Linked DNA regions of Sus scrofa: region 1 is linked to region 2. Evidence: chromatin contacts called from public Hi-C data. All regions are on one chromosome and are shown on one strand. Each heading gives the region's core, a stretch centred on a gene start, on an enhancer-like site or on the middle of the called end of the contact. The rest is flanking DNA. Distances are from core to core; before and after follow the strand shown.

Evidence for each region. Hi-C and Micro-C count contacts between places; a contact is called where the count stands out from the background.
Region 1: a Hi-C map of liver shows a contact between it and region 2, with 6 times the contacts expected there. The contact joins the promoter of BAP1 here to the promoter of SMIM4 in region 2. A contact is called at or near these places in 2 of 5 promoter capture datasets (fetal liver and liver), 1 of 47 Hi-C or Micro-C datasets (liver) and 1 of 2 datasets of contacts at active chromatin or transcription factors (alveolar macrophages).

What each region holds. Positions count from the first base shown.
Region 1 is chr13:34,549,860-34,556,740 of Sscrofa11.1, reverse strand. BAP1 (ubiquitin carboxyl-terminal hydrolase BAP1) reads left to right here and starts at 3,203. Exons shown (of 16, transcript XM_005669632.3): 1 at 3,203-3,416; 2 at 3,515-3,544; 3 at 3,654-3,708; 4 at 5,495-5,614; 5 at 5,925-5,986; 6 at 6,068-6,210; 7 at 6,473-6,551. The coding sequence starts at 3,700. PHF7 (PHD finger protein 7) reads right to left here and starts at 2,923. Exons shown (of 11, transcript XM_001928213.4): 1 at 2,271-2,923; 2 at 993-1,104; 3 at 229-281. The coding sequence starts at 1,036.
Region 2 is chr13:34,676,741-34,683,534 of Sscrofa11.1, reverse strand. It overlaps SMIM4 (a long non-coding RNA gene), which reads right to left and starts at 3,912. Exons shown (of 3, transcript XR_002337556.1): 1 at 3,702-3,912; 2 at 891-3,212. It overlaps NT5DC2 (5'-nucleotidase domain-containing protein 2), which reads left to right and starts at 4,005. Exons shown (of 14, transcript XM_021068900.1): 1 at 4,005-4,337. The coding sequence starts at 4,106.

The DNA.
Region 1 (6,881 bases), core at 1,954-4,453, 130 kb after region 2:
CCAAGCAGGGGCATAGGTCAAAGCTGTAGCTCAGATTCAGTCCCTGGCCCAGGAACTTCCATATGCCGTGGGTGTGGCCAAAAAAAGAAATTACAGACCTTGAGTTTTCCAGGATCCTAGATTCTGGGAAGGAACTGACAGTGAGAGGATCAAGTTTACTGCCCTACAGAGGTGGCCTTTGCTAAGGTCAGGAAGCAGCAGTTGAACAGAATATCCAGTCTTTCTTACCAGGCCCTGAAGAAGGCTTCCTCTGGGTTACCCTCCTTGTCTTGGCAGATTTTCTATACAAGAGATGGAATAAGTACAAGGTAGTCTTTAAGGATTCTGTTGACACTTCTTGTAACATTTCCCTCAAAATGCCACTGATGGGTCTGATGAAGGACCAAAATAGCTAAAGGCTAAGGCATCAGTTTTCTTTTTCTCTTTCATATTTTTTAAAAGCACAAAACATATCCTTCAACTTACACTGAATTATGTGAGATTATAGCCATCTTTCTCTTCAAGTACTTGTGCTGCCTATGTTGAATGAATGCACGAGCAAACCCCCTTTTATCCTCTTACTATTAATACTTTTAGTTACCTTGAATCCCAGGTGGTACCAAGTTCACAAAACATTATAAAATGATACTAAAATCTACTAAGAGTCTCCTCTTTCTAAGCAATATTCTTCGTTCTTTATAAGCGTTAATCCAATGGATCTACAGAATGCTCTAAAAAGTAGGTGCTATTATTGCATATTTTCCAGATGAGGCCTAAAGAAATGAAGTGACCTGTCCCCTAGTTAGCAAGTGCTAGAGCCAGGATATGAATCTAGGCAGTAGGGACAGCCCTGGGAGGAGAGGTTATTGGATAGCGTATAGGAGACGACTGGTGTGTGCTTCTGCACTAACCAACCCTAGCCTCCATGACCATGCAAAGTGGACAGAAAGGGAAGCATATACTACAGGCCACTGGACAATTGTTCCCAAACTCCCTTATGGTGCCTACTCTACCTCAATCTTTGACGTTTCTTCTTCTTTTCTTTTATAGTCTTCATTCGCTACTGCCTCTCTCTCCTATCTTGAATCTTCTACACTATAATGAGGACAATACAGGATCTTCCAGCTATAAATATAAACAAGTCAGCAATTAAACCTATATTTGGTTATCAAGTTCCACAGGGTCAAAGCAACAGTGCACTTCACCTTCCCATCCATGTGATGGAATAAAAGGGACCCATCCAGTATCAATGCTATAAAGAGCCGGTAATTATTAAATCTTGCCAAGAACTGTTCTGGGCATTTTACATTTAACTCACAAAAATCCCTTGCAATAGGTACCATTTTATCCCCATTTTCCTGATGAGGAGACTGAGGCACAGAGAGGTCACAGAGAGGCACTTGCTCAAGATCAGTTACTGCTATCGCAGAGCCAAATGAGAACTTGGAATTATTGCTTGAACTGGCTAAATGGCTGTGTGTGCCTAGTAAATGCCTGAGGTAGCACTCAGGAAAAACAGCTCCTTTTTCCCCCAGGTATGGGTGCCTTAATTCTGCCCAGAAAAAGTTAGATTAGATAGCACTTTCCTAGGAAAAGGAGCCTCTGGGATTTTGGTTACCCAATGCAAGAACTCCCTCTAGTGAGAGACAACAATGACAAGTTATCCCTTGGCTCCTACCACTTTTCACCAGGCTTAAATGGTCACTGAGGTTTGGCCTGTTTTCAACCTTCCTCTAGATCTGAGCCAAGGGTAAAAGGCCCCATAGTGGAGAAGACACCCTGCCACTCCTCCTCCCACCAATGTCAGCTGATTACAAATTCACTTCAAATTCACAGTTTGTATTGGTTAAGGTGGAAATCCCTGAATGGCAAGCGGGATAAAAGAAATAAAATCCACTCCTACGAAGGAAGGACTGTGTCTACTCAAAGGAGAGAAGGACAGCATTTCTTAAGAGAGCTGAGTGAATCAGGTCACTCCAGGAACACACACTCCGCATCCATGTCCTCAGAGCACAGCTGGAGAACATGAACATCTTTAGGGACCACTATTCTGCACAAACTAGTTACTCCTCAGGCAACTAGCTGTTCAGAAAACTAAGGCTCCATCTCCTCTTCTAATCCACGAGTGCCACTTGCATTGGTAAATGATATTTGATGGCTTCTTACTCAACAAAAGCCCTTAGACAGACTGGAAGAGGAGAAAGAAGGGTGTGCACTAGGGGATCCACTTGGCTATTGTGCAAGTCCCAGTAAGTGGGGGAGTCCCGCACATCTAGCAATAGAAATAAAACCTTGAAACTTCAGTTCTTTGCATCGCTGGACAAGACGTTCCTTGAATGGGATTCTGAGCACACTGGTAGTTACAGGAAGACGCAACAATCTTCAAAGCGTGTGATGAGAGACGTTGCAGATGCTGGCTTCCACAAGCTGCTCAGTCCGAGGTTTGCTACCGAGCGGATGCTCCCTTGAAACGGTGACCAAATTGTTTCACTGGCTAAGTGCTGGGTAAAAGCTTGTTGAAAAAATTAAAAATAAATAAGCGTGTTCGGCCCCGCCGCCGCAAGAATAAACAATGGTTTATTTGGAAAATACGTATCGGTGTGGCCACAAGCGGCCCCCGGAGGTAACAGCCGGAGAAGGGGCTCAAGGAGCATCCCATAGATGCCGGACCAGGCTCATGTCGCGCCTGCCGGGCGGCTGGTACGGGGCCGGGCCGGAGGTCGCCTCCGCCGCTTGCTCCTCACGGTAGCACACCGCCTGCAGCTACCGGCCGGGGCCGCTCGCCCAGCTGTCGCCGAGGGAGCCGCTGTCCTGGAGCTTTATTCGTTGTCACAAGCCGTGGTTGCTACCTCACGGGCGGCCGCCCCGCGCGGTGACTGCGCCGGCGAAGGGGGCGAGCGCGCAAACGAGAGCCGGGTCACGCGGACTGTAACCCAGGGAAACTGCGTTCACGGGGACCACCGCTGCACTGACCGTTGGCAAGGAAGGATCGCTAACGGCCGCGAGCTAACGGCCGCGCGCCCGCCCCTCCCCGCCCCTGCTTCTCGCGCCACCGGCGTACCCACTCCGCCCCCTCCGCTCGGCCCCGCCCCATCTCGCCCCGCCTTTTCCTCGCGCGCCTCTGGTACTCAACACCGCCCTCGCTCCTCCCCTTCCTCTTGCCCCACCCTCCCGCGCAAGCGCCGGCGTCTGGAGTCGAAATCGCGGAAGACGAGCTCAGAAGCGGGGTGGAGACCGTCGCGCCGTGGTGACGTATGCCGCCGGCGCGGGCGGGTGACGCGGCAGGGCCCGTTGTCTGTGTGGGGGGCTAGGAGCCCCGGGGGCGGCGGGGGGCTCCCGGCGGGGGCGGCAGTGGGTCGGGGGGCCTGGACATGGCGCTGAGGGGCCGCCCCGCGGGAAGATGAATAAGGGCTGGCTGGAGCTGGAGAGCGACCCTGGTGAGGAGGGGACTGGGCAGGCCGGGAGCTGGGGAGGCCGGGTGGGTCCGGGATGCGCCTTTCTGACTACCACCCGCTCTTCTTGTCGCTCCACCCAGGCCTCTTCACCCTCCTGGTGGAAGATTTTGGTAAGAGCCTCTCCTACCCGCCAGTTCTGGGCTGTGGGGGCCCACTCCTGCGCCCTTGCTCCATAGCCAGGGGCTGCCCTTCCCCACTTATTTTCTTCCCTGATCGCAGGTGTCAAAGGGGTGCAGGTGGAGGAGATCTATGACCTTCAGAGCAAATGCCAGGGGTGAGTGGCTTGGCGCCAGGGCCGCCCCTTACACCCCAAGGGCTAGGGAGGGGCCCGGGAGAGAGTGCGCCTCAAGGAAGGGAGTACCAGTAGCCCCAGTTTGTAAAATCTCATATAAGGAAGCATCCCTCCTCTTTGGGTGTCCTCCTGATGAAGCCAGTACTGTATTTTTGTTTCCCCCAGTTTTCCCTCAGTACTTCCCTTTGGATGGTAGCCTCTTTCCCCCAGTTCAATTCCTAACGTCTTTTGGAATAAATTTAGTTGCTCTTTTGACTTTCCTGCCAGAAACCCCACTCACTTGACCTAGGTCATATGTTGCCTTTTTGTGCAGCTGTAATTTATTACTGCTTTAATGTGCTCGTGTGCCAGTGGTTTTAATCTCCACATAGGGGTCTCGTCTAGATTGGCTGGTGTGTGACATCTGACAAGGCATCTTTCTGGGTGACCATCTTCAGGGTCTTGTCTTGGTGGTCCTGTAGAATAGAGGTGTGGAGGAACAGCTACAGTGACTAAACGGAGAAGTCTGCTTTTATTTCGCAGGAAAGAAGGGACTGATACGGGTTTTCATTTACTTCCCTGACAGCACTGGGACTTGGGCCCTGGGCTTCACAAGTGTGAATCAGTGTTTAAATTCCTCATCACATTTTTTTGTTCTAGCCTTACCATCTGTTGCCACCTGGTCCTGGGCCATTGGTTCCAGTTTTTCTTTTCTTATCCCAGAACTGTATACTTTATAAGGATACTGGATGGACTCCTGGAGCACCACAGCCAGAAGCTGATACTTGACTGCCTCCAGTGGGCTTCTGGGGAGTGAGGGCTCAGGGCCACTTTGGGCATTGCTGGGAAGAAGCCAAGGGAGAGATGGGATCACAAGACAGGCACCTGAGTAGTAATGTGGTGCAGAGGAATAGGGAAGAGGAAAGGGGGTACAGATTGCCTTCCACCATTTGACTGGTCTAGCTCTATGCCTTACTTTCCCCAGCCCTGTGTATGGATTCATCTTCCTGTTCAAATGGATCGAAGAACGCCGATCCCGTCGCAAGGTCTCTACCTTGGTGGATGATACATCTGTGATTGATGATGATATTGTGAATAACATGTTCTTTGCCCACCAGGTCTGCTGGGCTCTGTGTTCTTTCTGGAGGGTGGGGTGCTATCATTTTCTTCACTTGGAAGGTGGGGGAAGGCAGAAGGAGGAGATAGGCAGACACCATAGGTGGTGGTTACAGAAGTCCCTTGGTAGAAGGAACTGAGCTCTTATTCATAAAAAAAGGGGGGCCTCGGGAGTTCCCTTTGTGGAACATTGGAAATGAATCTGACTGGTATCCGTGAGGATGAGGGTTCGATTCCTGGCCTCGCTCAGTGGGTTGGGGGTCCAGTGTTTCTATGAGCTGTGACGTAGGTTGCAGATGTGGCTCAGATCCCACGTTGCTGTGGCTGTGGTGTAGGCCAGAAGCTGTAGCTTCAATTCGACCCCTAGCCTGGGAACTTGTATATGCTGTGGGTATGGCCCAAAAAAGCAAAAAACCAAAACAACAACAACAACAAAAAAAACGGGGGTGGGGGTCGGGGGAACCTTTTTAGGACAGGGTGGTATCTGAGTCCATTCTCCATGTCCCCTGACAACTGATGGGTAATTAGGTGAATGAACAAATACTGGGTAAAGATGAGGGGAGTTGGTGAGGATTGTCCAGATATGGCTGTCCCTCTCTGGGTCCCCATTTCTGATGAGTATGGGTTTGGGATGAGGGATGCTGTGTATGGGTGACTGTTCCTTGTTTCACAGCTGATCCCCAACTCTTGCGCCACTCATGCCCTGCTGAGTGTGCTCCTGAACTGCAGCAGTGTGGACCTGGGGCCTACCCTGAGTCGCATGAAGGACTTCACCAAAGGCTTCAGCCCTGAGGTAGGCTGCAGTGCCTTAATCCTCCTTCATAGCTGGCTAGGTAGAGCCACTGGTAATGTTACTACATAGCGCTTCTCACTGTGAGGCTTTTCCCTTTTCAGACCATATTTATGTTACATTTGACTGGTGAATTAGTCATGTAAAGCAGTTTTTTTTAAGGCCCATCTTTTGGGGGCTCCAGAGTCAGGAGAGTCCACCTGTGTTTCTTCAAGTTCTTGGAATGCCTCTAGGCCTGCTCTCCTGAGCTCTGTTTCCCACCCAAGACCTACCTAGAAGTTGCTCTGATGTGATCTTATTTTCTTCCTTCTAGAGCAAAGGATATGCGATTGGCAATGCTCCGGAGCTGGCCAAGGCACATAATAGCCATGCCAGGTGTGTGGGAACTTGGGAGCTGATGGGGTGGAGGCGAGGAAGAGTTGTCCCATTCTGGGCACTGACTGTGTCCTTTCCCAGGCCCGAGCCACGCCACCTCCCTGAGAAGCAGAATGGCCTTAGTGCAGTGCGGACCATGGAGGCATTCCACTTTGTCAGCTATGTGCCTATCACAGGCCGGCTTTTTGAGCTCGATGGGCTGAAGGTCTACCCCATTGACCATGGTAGGCAGCCTGAGTTGGGGGCCTATTGGGTTTTTCTGCTCACCACCTAAGGAGTTGGGGTTCAGGGTCCTCAGGTACTTGGGACCCAGTGGCAGGGGGTGGGTCTTGAGAACATCTGGTTTTGGCTGGATGGCACCGTGCGCTGCATTGTCTGATCAGCCCCTGATTCTCTGGCTCAACTGCTCTCCATCCTCTTTCCCTCTCCTGGCCTGCCCAAACTCAGGGCTTCCCACCTTCTGACTCCACATCTTGGTTTCCCCAGGGCCCTGGGGGGAGGATGAGGAATGGACAGACAAGGCCCGGCGGGTCATCATGGAGCGTATCGGCCTTGCCACTGCAGGGTAAGAGTCCTGTTCCCCTGCTACCTTTGGAGCTGTGCCCCTGTTGGGAGGCATACAGAAGAGGGAACCAAGGCACAGAAAGGCCAGATAGCTTGTGCACGGCCACATGATGAATCTGACAAGATCAGGATTGGATTTTGGGCTCCCAGCTTCTTTCCCTGTTTCTCCCTGGGCTGCATGTGTCCTGTTTCAGGATTGGCTGGGAAGGGATGGCCTTGCTGGAACCTCAAGTGGCCCCGGTTTGCTGGCTCACTTCCTGACAGGCCCCTCACATAGCTTTTTGGAGGGCACCAGCACAGGTGCCTAGTGCACATGGCCAGCTGCTTTCTG
Region 2 (6,794 bases), core at 2,663-5,162:
GAAGCCTTCCCTGCACCACATAATCCAATTCAAGTGCCCCACTCAAGACTCCCATGCTCCCTCTACTTTGCTCTCACATCACAATAGTAAGTGTATGATCCATCTCCCCCATTAGTGCTGTTCCAGGTTGGTAGACCCTTCACCTTGTTCATTATATCCTCTCATCAGTGCTCATTATATATTAATGAACGGATGAACAAAAGGATTAAATATCTTTAGAAAGCACTATTTTTTTTTAAATGGGAGTTGGTAATTCACAAGTAACTTTCTCAAAACGGAGAAAGCAGGGCCTGCCTAAGGGTTAGGAAAATCATCCCAGAAGAGGAACTAGTTTGTCCAGAGCTAGTGCTCAGGAAAGCAATGCCAGGTACTGTTTTCATAGTGCCAGGCCCTGGTGCCAATGACTCTGACCTGTAAAGACAGTAGTGTTTAGCTAAGACGGGCAGACCAGTTCCTTCTAAGGTTTGGACTTTACAGTTCAGAGAGGACTAGCCATTGAGGAGCTCCCATGAATCCTCAGGATCCCATCTGCTTCTAGGTCCTGTGAGCAAGTTTGTTCCTTAGGGCCAAACAATATCACGGGCATGGGCGAAGAGCAGGCTCGAAAGGAGGGCGTCCAAAGTAGAGTCACGTGCCATCCTGTCAAAGTGCAGGGAAAGTCTCCAGATTGGACGCCAATCCCTCTGTTGCCTCGCTTACAGGAGACCCCAGGCGGTCTCCAAGGCCCAGCGAAAGGAAGGAACTGCACTCGCCCTTCTGACCGGGTAAAAGCAGCTCGGCGCTGAGTGGAATAAACGGTCTGTAACTTTAGAACATCCCTCAGGAAAACGGCTCCCTTGCCGCTTCCTGCCTGCCAGAAATGAAACGGAGGTTGCTGCACTCCCACTTACAGAAGGTCTCCTGGCCCACGCGCACTTTAATCATGATCCACTCCATCGTTCCTCCCAGGACAAAAAAGAAGGGCAGGAACCTGTAGACGCCGAGTCGCTGCTTCCCGGGTACCCGCTGCAGAACCCGCCTCACCTGGGCCCTGGAAAACATGCTGGACCGAGGCTGTGGCGGTGAGGCTGAACAGAGAACGACGGGAGCTGTCCTAGCCCCTGGACTGTAGCGCTGGAATGAAGCAGAAGCCGCCCTGACTGTCCTTGCTGACTACAGCAATCAGGTTGCCGTACGACCCCAAGCTCCTCCAGTTCCAAGGGATAAGGGAGCGGAGCAGGACAGGAGCGCCGCTCTGATCTCCAGGATCCCAAGGCCTAGGGCCGCTCCACCAATCAGAGTGCGGTGGGACGCGAAGGCCCGCCAATCAGAATGCGGCGGAGTGCGCGTGCCCGGCGAGGCCTAGCCCAGCCTGAGGGAGCAGGCGCAGATGCCTCGGCTCTGGAGGCGGGGCGTCCTAGGGGGCGGAGCCTCCCACGTGGCGTCAGCCCGCCCCGCTCCCCACCCCTGCCCGGCCTCCCGGGTGCAAGCTGGCACTCGGGGTTGGCGGCCGCGCCCCCTACACTGCCACCGCCATCTTTTTTCTTAAAAGTCCTAATATCAGTGGTAACCCTTTATGATGGACTAAACGTGTACTGCACCATGGTCTAAAATGCAATTACACAGTACCTTGCATTTATTTCGGGATCGTAACTAGTGCCTAGACTTCTAAAAGTAAAAGGAATTTGAAATGCATTGTTGAAAGTTGAACTTTATCATCATCACAATAAAAGTCTAAGTAAGCATCTTGTGACAAACAACCATAAAATTAATAAAAGCTATCCTGCATGGGGCACTTACCCGGACTTGTAGGTGTTTTTTAAGCATCATCTCTTTATCACAACAATCACACACGAGCAGAATGGTCAAAGAGCACCGCTTTGTCAAACCACATCCCTACTCCACACATATTCCCTTAGCTGGTCTGTGCCTCACTTCCCTTATCCACAAAATAGAGACCTTCCTCTGATCCTGTGGGGATTTAGAGAGATAATACAAATAAAGCACTTAACCCAATGCCTGGAGTCTATCAATTTACCTTACCTATAATATGATCATCAAGATGATGATTTTGAGTTCTAGATCTTTACATATATTCTACTAAAATTGCCCTATTTTCATCTCCCCCCCCCCAATTTCATGGCCGCCCCCAAAGCATATGGAAGTTCCCCAGCCAGGGATTGAATTCCAGCTGCAGCTGTGACAACTGTGGGATCCTTTAACACATCGTGTCAGGCTAGGCAGGGGATCTAACCTGAACCTCCCCAGCCACCAGAGCTGCTGACGATTCTTTTTTTCTTCTCTTCCCCCACCCTGCAGCCAGGGACCAGATCCCAGCCGCAGTTGCAACCTAAGCTGCGGTTGCAGCAACACCGGATCCTTAACACGCTGTGCTGGCCATGGATTAAACCTTCATCCCAGTGCTCCCAAGACATAGATCCTGTTGTGCTACAGCAGGAACTCCTCTTCATCTCCCTTTTTAGACAGGGAACTAAGAGCTCAAGCCAGATAGAAATAGAGCCCTGACACCAGAGCCTTCACTCTCTCTATGCTTGCTGAAGATGTAAGGGGCTGTCACCTCATTACCTAAAGCTAAAAAAACTGGGGCGTATCTTTGAGAAGGGAGACAATTATTAGACAATCCAAGAAAGTCAAATGAAAACTTAGAACCAATAAGAGAGTTTGGTGATGTGGCCACAAAATATACAAAAACAGGCTAAAGAGACTGCACAAGCAGGGCCCCTGGAAAGTCTAGGGTCTTCTGCTCAGCCCTCAGGCCCAAGCTCCTGCCTAGATAACATGCCTTCTTCTGGGGCCAACCTCACCCAACCACATGCACACACTCCTTCTCTTATCACTCGTTTCTCTTGGTGGCTCTGGGGGCTAGACATCGCAGAGCACTCATCTCCCACCTAGAGAAGGCTTACATATGGCCAATTCCTCACCAGGGCCTTAGGTGTGGGGGGCTCTGCCACCCACCCACAGGCCCCACCCACAGCCTTCATCCTGCACTTGCACTTGGCCCAGGGTCTGGCACACTAGGTCTTCAGCCTAGGTGCAGTGAATTTTCGAATGCACACACACCCTTAGATTCCGCGAGGCCACCGCAAGCACCCCCAGGGAAACAAGAGTGTCCATCAGGCCAGCTCTCCACGGACTAGGCCCACTGGCGCAGGGTCGGTCTTCTCAGGAACCAGGGCATAGGCTGGGATATGCGGACTGAGAAAATTGATCTGAGTGGAAGAAACGCAGGTGGAGAGTGGTTCCCAGCAGCAAAGAGGAATTTGATTGGGAAGTCTGGTAATATTGCTAGAAGAGCAAGAAGTGTCCTGCTCGGGGAACCAAAGAGTGGAGCAGGTTGGTGGGGCGACTTGCTGATGTAGGAACCAGGCAGGGCAGTGACCCCTGGCCAACGGTCTCTGCTCCTAGTTAAAAGGGGTCATCTGTGTAACGCACAGGAGGGAGAGAGATGGAGCTGCTTTAGCGGATGTTGGCTGCACTATGGGTCCCAAGGTCTCACCCAGCGTGGGGCTGGTACTGGGAAGCGCGCGAGAGGGGCTCTTTATCCACTAGATAAATGAGTGAAACGGACCGGCCTCTGGTCCGCGGGCAGAGTCAGTCATTGGCAGGAGGCTGGGAACAGGACCTCTACTGCAGGACTGGGGGGAGGGGGGGAAATCTAAGGTCAGGAGGACAGGAGGTGGGGGAAGGGGCAGAGGGACCTGGGAGCCGAGGAGGAAAAAGAAGACCAGGGACCAGGGTGGACTCGCCGCTCTCCGGCATTCTCCTCTCTGAGCCCAGGTCGTCCGGAGACTCGCGGGGCCTCCCGGGAGAGCAGAAGAAGCTGCCATCGCTGTAGTAGATACCGAAGCGGGGGGCGGGGGGGCCTCTGAGTCCTCCTCCGCCGCGCCGGGGACTGGGGGAGGGGGCGGGGGAGCCCGCCCCGCCCTGCCCAGGACCTCCCGCCCCCTGGGCCGAGGGGCGCACCCATTGGCCGCCGGGCTCTGGGCGCCGCGCCCATTGGCCCGCTGCTGTGAGAAGCACGCGGCCACCGTGGCGGGCGCGCAGTCAGACGGCGGTGGACTGGACGGAGCGCCGAGGGCTGTGCGGGCGGCGCGCAGCGGGCATGGCGGGTGCGGGCTTGCGGGCGGCTGCTCGGCGCTACCTGCCGCGCCGAGACCACGGCGGGCCGCGAGCCGCCTCGTCCTCGCCCTCCTGCCCTGGCTGCGGCCCCCCGGGTCCCGGCGTCCACTGCCCGGGCGTCCCGCGCTCCACGCCCTCCCCGGCGCCCGCGGGCGCTGCCGAACCTAGTGCGCACCTGTGGGCTCGATACCAGGACATGCGAAGACTGGTGCACGGTGAGTGAGCCGAAGCGGGACGAGCTTCGGGGGTGTAGCCCGAGGGACGGCACATCGCGCGCCGGGAGGACGGACAAACAGATCGAGCGCCTGGGCGCCGCTCCTCGGGTGAAGCGCCCTGGTAGGGCTCGCCAGGGCCACGGAGCTTCAAGGCCAGGCAGCTCTTCTGGAGGAACCGCGGCGGGTGGTCCTGGGGGCCTCCGGGGACGCCCCGACGACTTGAAGCGGGCGGGCGCGAGGTTCCTCACGACGCCGGGTCGGCAGGAGCTCGGGGTTCTCCTAGCAGCCGCCGGAAGGCGAGGCCCCGTGGTTTTTCCTCAGGGTCCCGCCTGCTGGGAGACGGCTGCGGAAACGCCCCCAACCTCTTGTTCTCTTCGGGGCCCTTAGTTGGGGCGGGAGTACCGCAGACAAAGCCAGCCAGCCGACCGGCGGCGCTGGCCAGAGCGGGCTCCTGGCAACTCCAGACCTAAGGGTGGCGACTAGGCTCTTCGGACCCTCTGGAATCCAGCGGTCTTAGCCCAGGAAGGGAAGGTGTTGTTTGGAGAAAGACATCAAGTCGCCCCAGTCCCCTGGAATACAGAGAGGTTGCTGCTTCCTTGACCAGGGCGCTTACTCCTCTGTCCTCTCTCCCTCAGCGAACCAGGCAGATGAGGCCCCAGGGCACCCTGGTGAGGCCAGAGGGCTGAAAGGGCTGAATATTTGCCCTGGACTCGGGGGCCCTGTCTGCAGCAGACAGATGTCCTCGGGTCTTGGTCCTATCACTGACCAGCTGGGTGGCGCTCTGCAAGCCTCGTTTCTCTCATACCCTCAGCGTCATACCCTCAGTGTCCTAGGGCCCATGTTACAGAGCTGTGGTGATGACTTGGAAAGAGTCAGACCAAGAAGGAAGAGGGGAACTTCCAGAGGAGCCCCTCAGGGGTGACGTGGCTTTCATTGGCTAATGAGACAGAGTAGTGGTATCTGGAAGATTCCAACTGCCTGAAGGATAGATTTTGCTCCAGCTGTGGGGAGACCTGGGAGCGGTGGGTGGGCATGACTCCCCTCTTGAGAAGCTGAAGGCGGAATAAAGCCCCTGAAAAATGGTGATTTTGAAGCCTTTGAGCCTTTATTAGGACCCCCACTCCTCCAGTGGACAGGGCACACCTGTGGTACTAATTAAGGAGATGTCGCTGGGCCTGGGGAAGACCCTCTGTAGAGCAGCTTGAGAAGCCTGCCTTGTAGGCATTGGGAGGGAAGTCTAGTGGGGTTTGTCATTCAGACCCCACCTGGATCTTCAGGTCTTCACAGAGACAACCCCTGCCCCCCAGGTTCCTCTTTTTTAAATTTTTTTGCAATTATAGTTTATTTACAATGTTGTGTCATTGTAATTTCTGCTGTACAGCAAAGTGACTCATTCTTTTCTTTTTTTTTTTTTTAGGGCTGCTCTTGTGTCATATGAAAGTTCCCAGGCTTAGGGGTCAAGTCAGAGCTACAACTGCTGGCTTACACCACAGCCACAGCAACGTCATATCCTTAACCCACTGAGCAAGATCAGGGATCAAACCCACAATGTTCTCATTGATACTAGTCGGGTTCGTAATTGATGAGCCACCACAGGAACTTTTTATTCTTTTAATATATATATGTATATGATTTTTCCATTAAGGTCTGTCCCAGGAGATTAGACATAGTTCCCTGTGCTATATAGTAGGACCTTGTTTATCCATTCTAAATGTAATAGTTTGCATCAACTAACCACAAACTCCCAGTCCACCCCACTTCCTCCCCCATCTTTGGCAACCACAGGTCTCTTCTCTGTTTGTTAATCTGTCTCTTTTATAGTCATGTTCATTTGTGCCATATTTTAGGTTCCACATATAAGTGATATCATATGGTATTTGTCTTTCTCTTTCTGACTTAGTATGAGAGTCTCTAGTTGCATCCGTGTTGCTGTAAATGCATTATTTTGTGCTTTTTTATGGCTGAATAGTATTCCATTGTGTGTGTACCACATCTTAATCCATTCATCTGTTGATGCACGTTTAGTTTGTTTCCATATCCTGGCTATTGTGGATAGTGTTGCTGTGAACATAGGCGTGCATGTATCTTTTTGAATTACAATTTTGACCAGATATATGACCAGGAGTGGGATTGCTGGGTCATATGGTAATTATATTTTTTGTTTTCCATAGTGATTGTATCACCTTACAGTGCAGAAAGGTTCCCTTTTTTCCATATCCTATCCAGCATTTGTTAGTTGTAGGCTTTTTGTTTTGTTTTGTTTTGTTTTTTTGGCCACGTGTATGGCATTAGAAGTTCCCATGCCAGGGATCAAACCCAGGAGTTCCATTTTGGCACAGCAAAAACGAATCCAAATAATATCCATGAGGATGTGGGTTCGATCCCTGGCCTCGCTTAGTGGGTTAAGGATCTGAGGTTGCTGTGAGCTGTGGTGTAGTCACAGATGTGACTCAGATC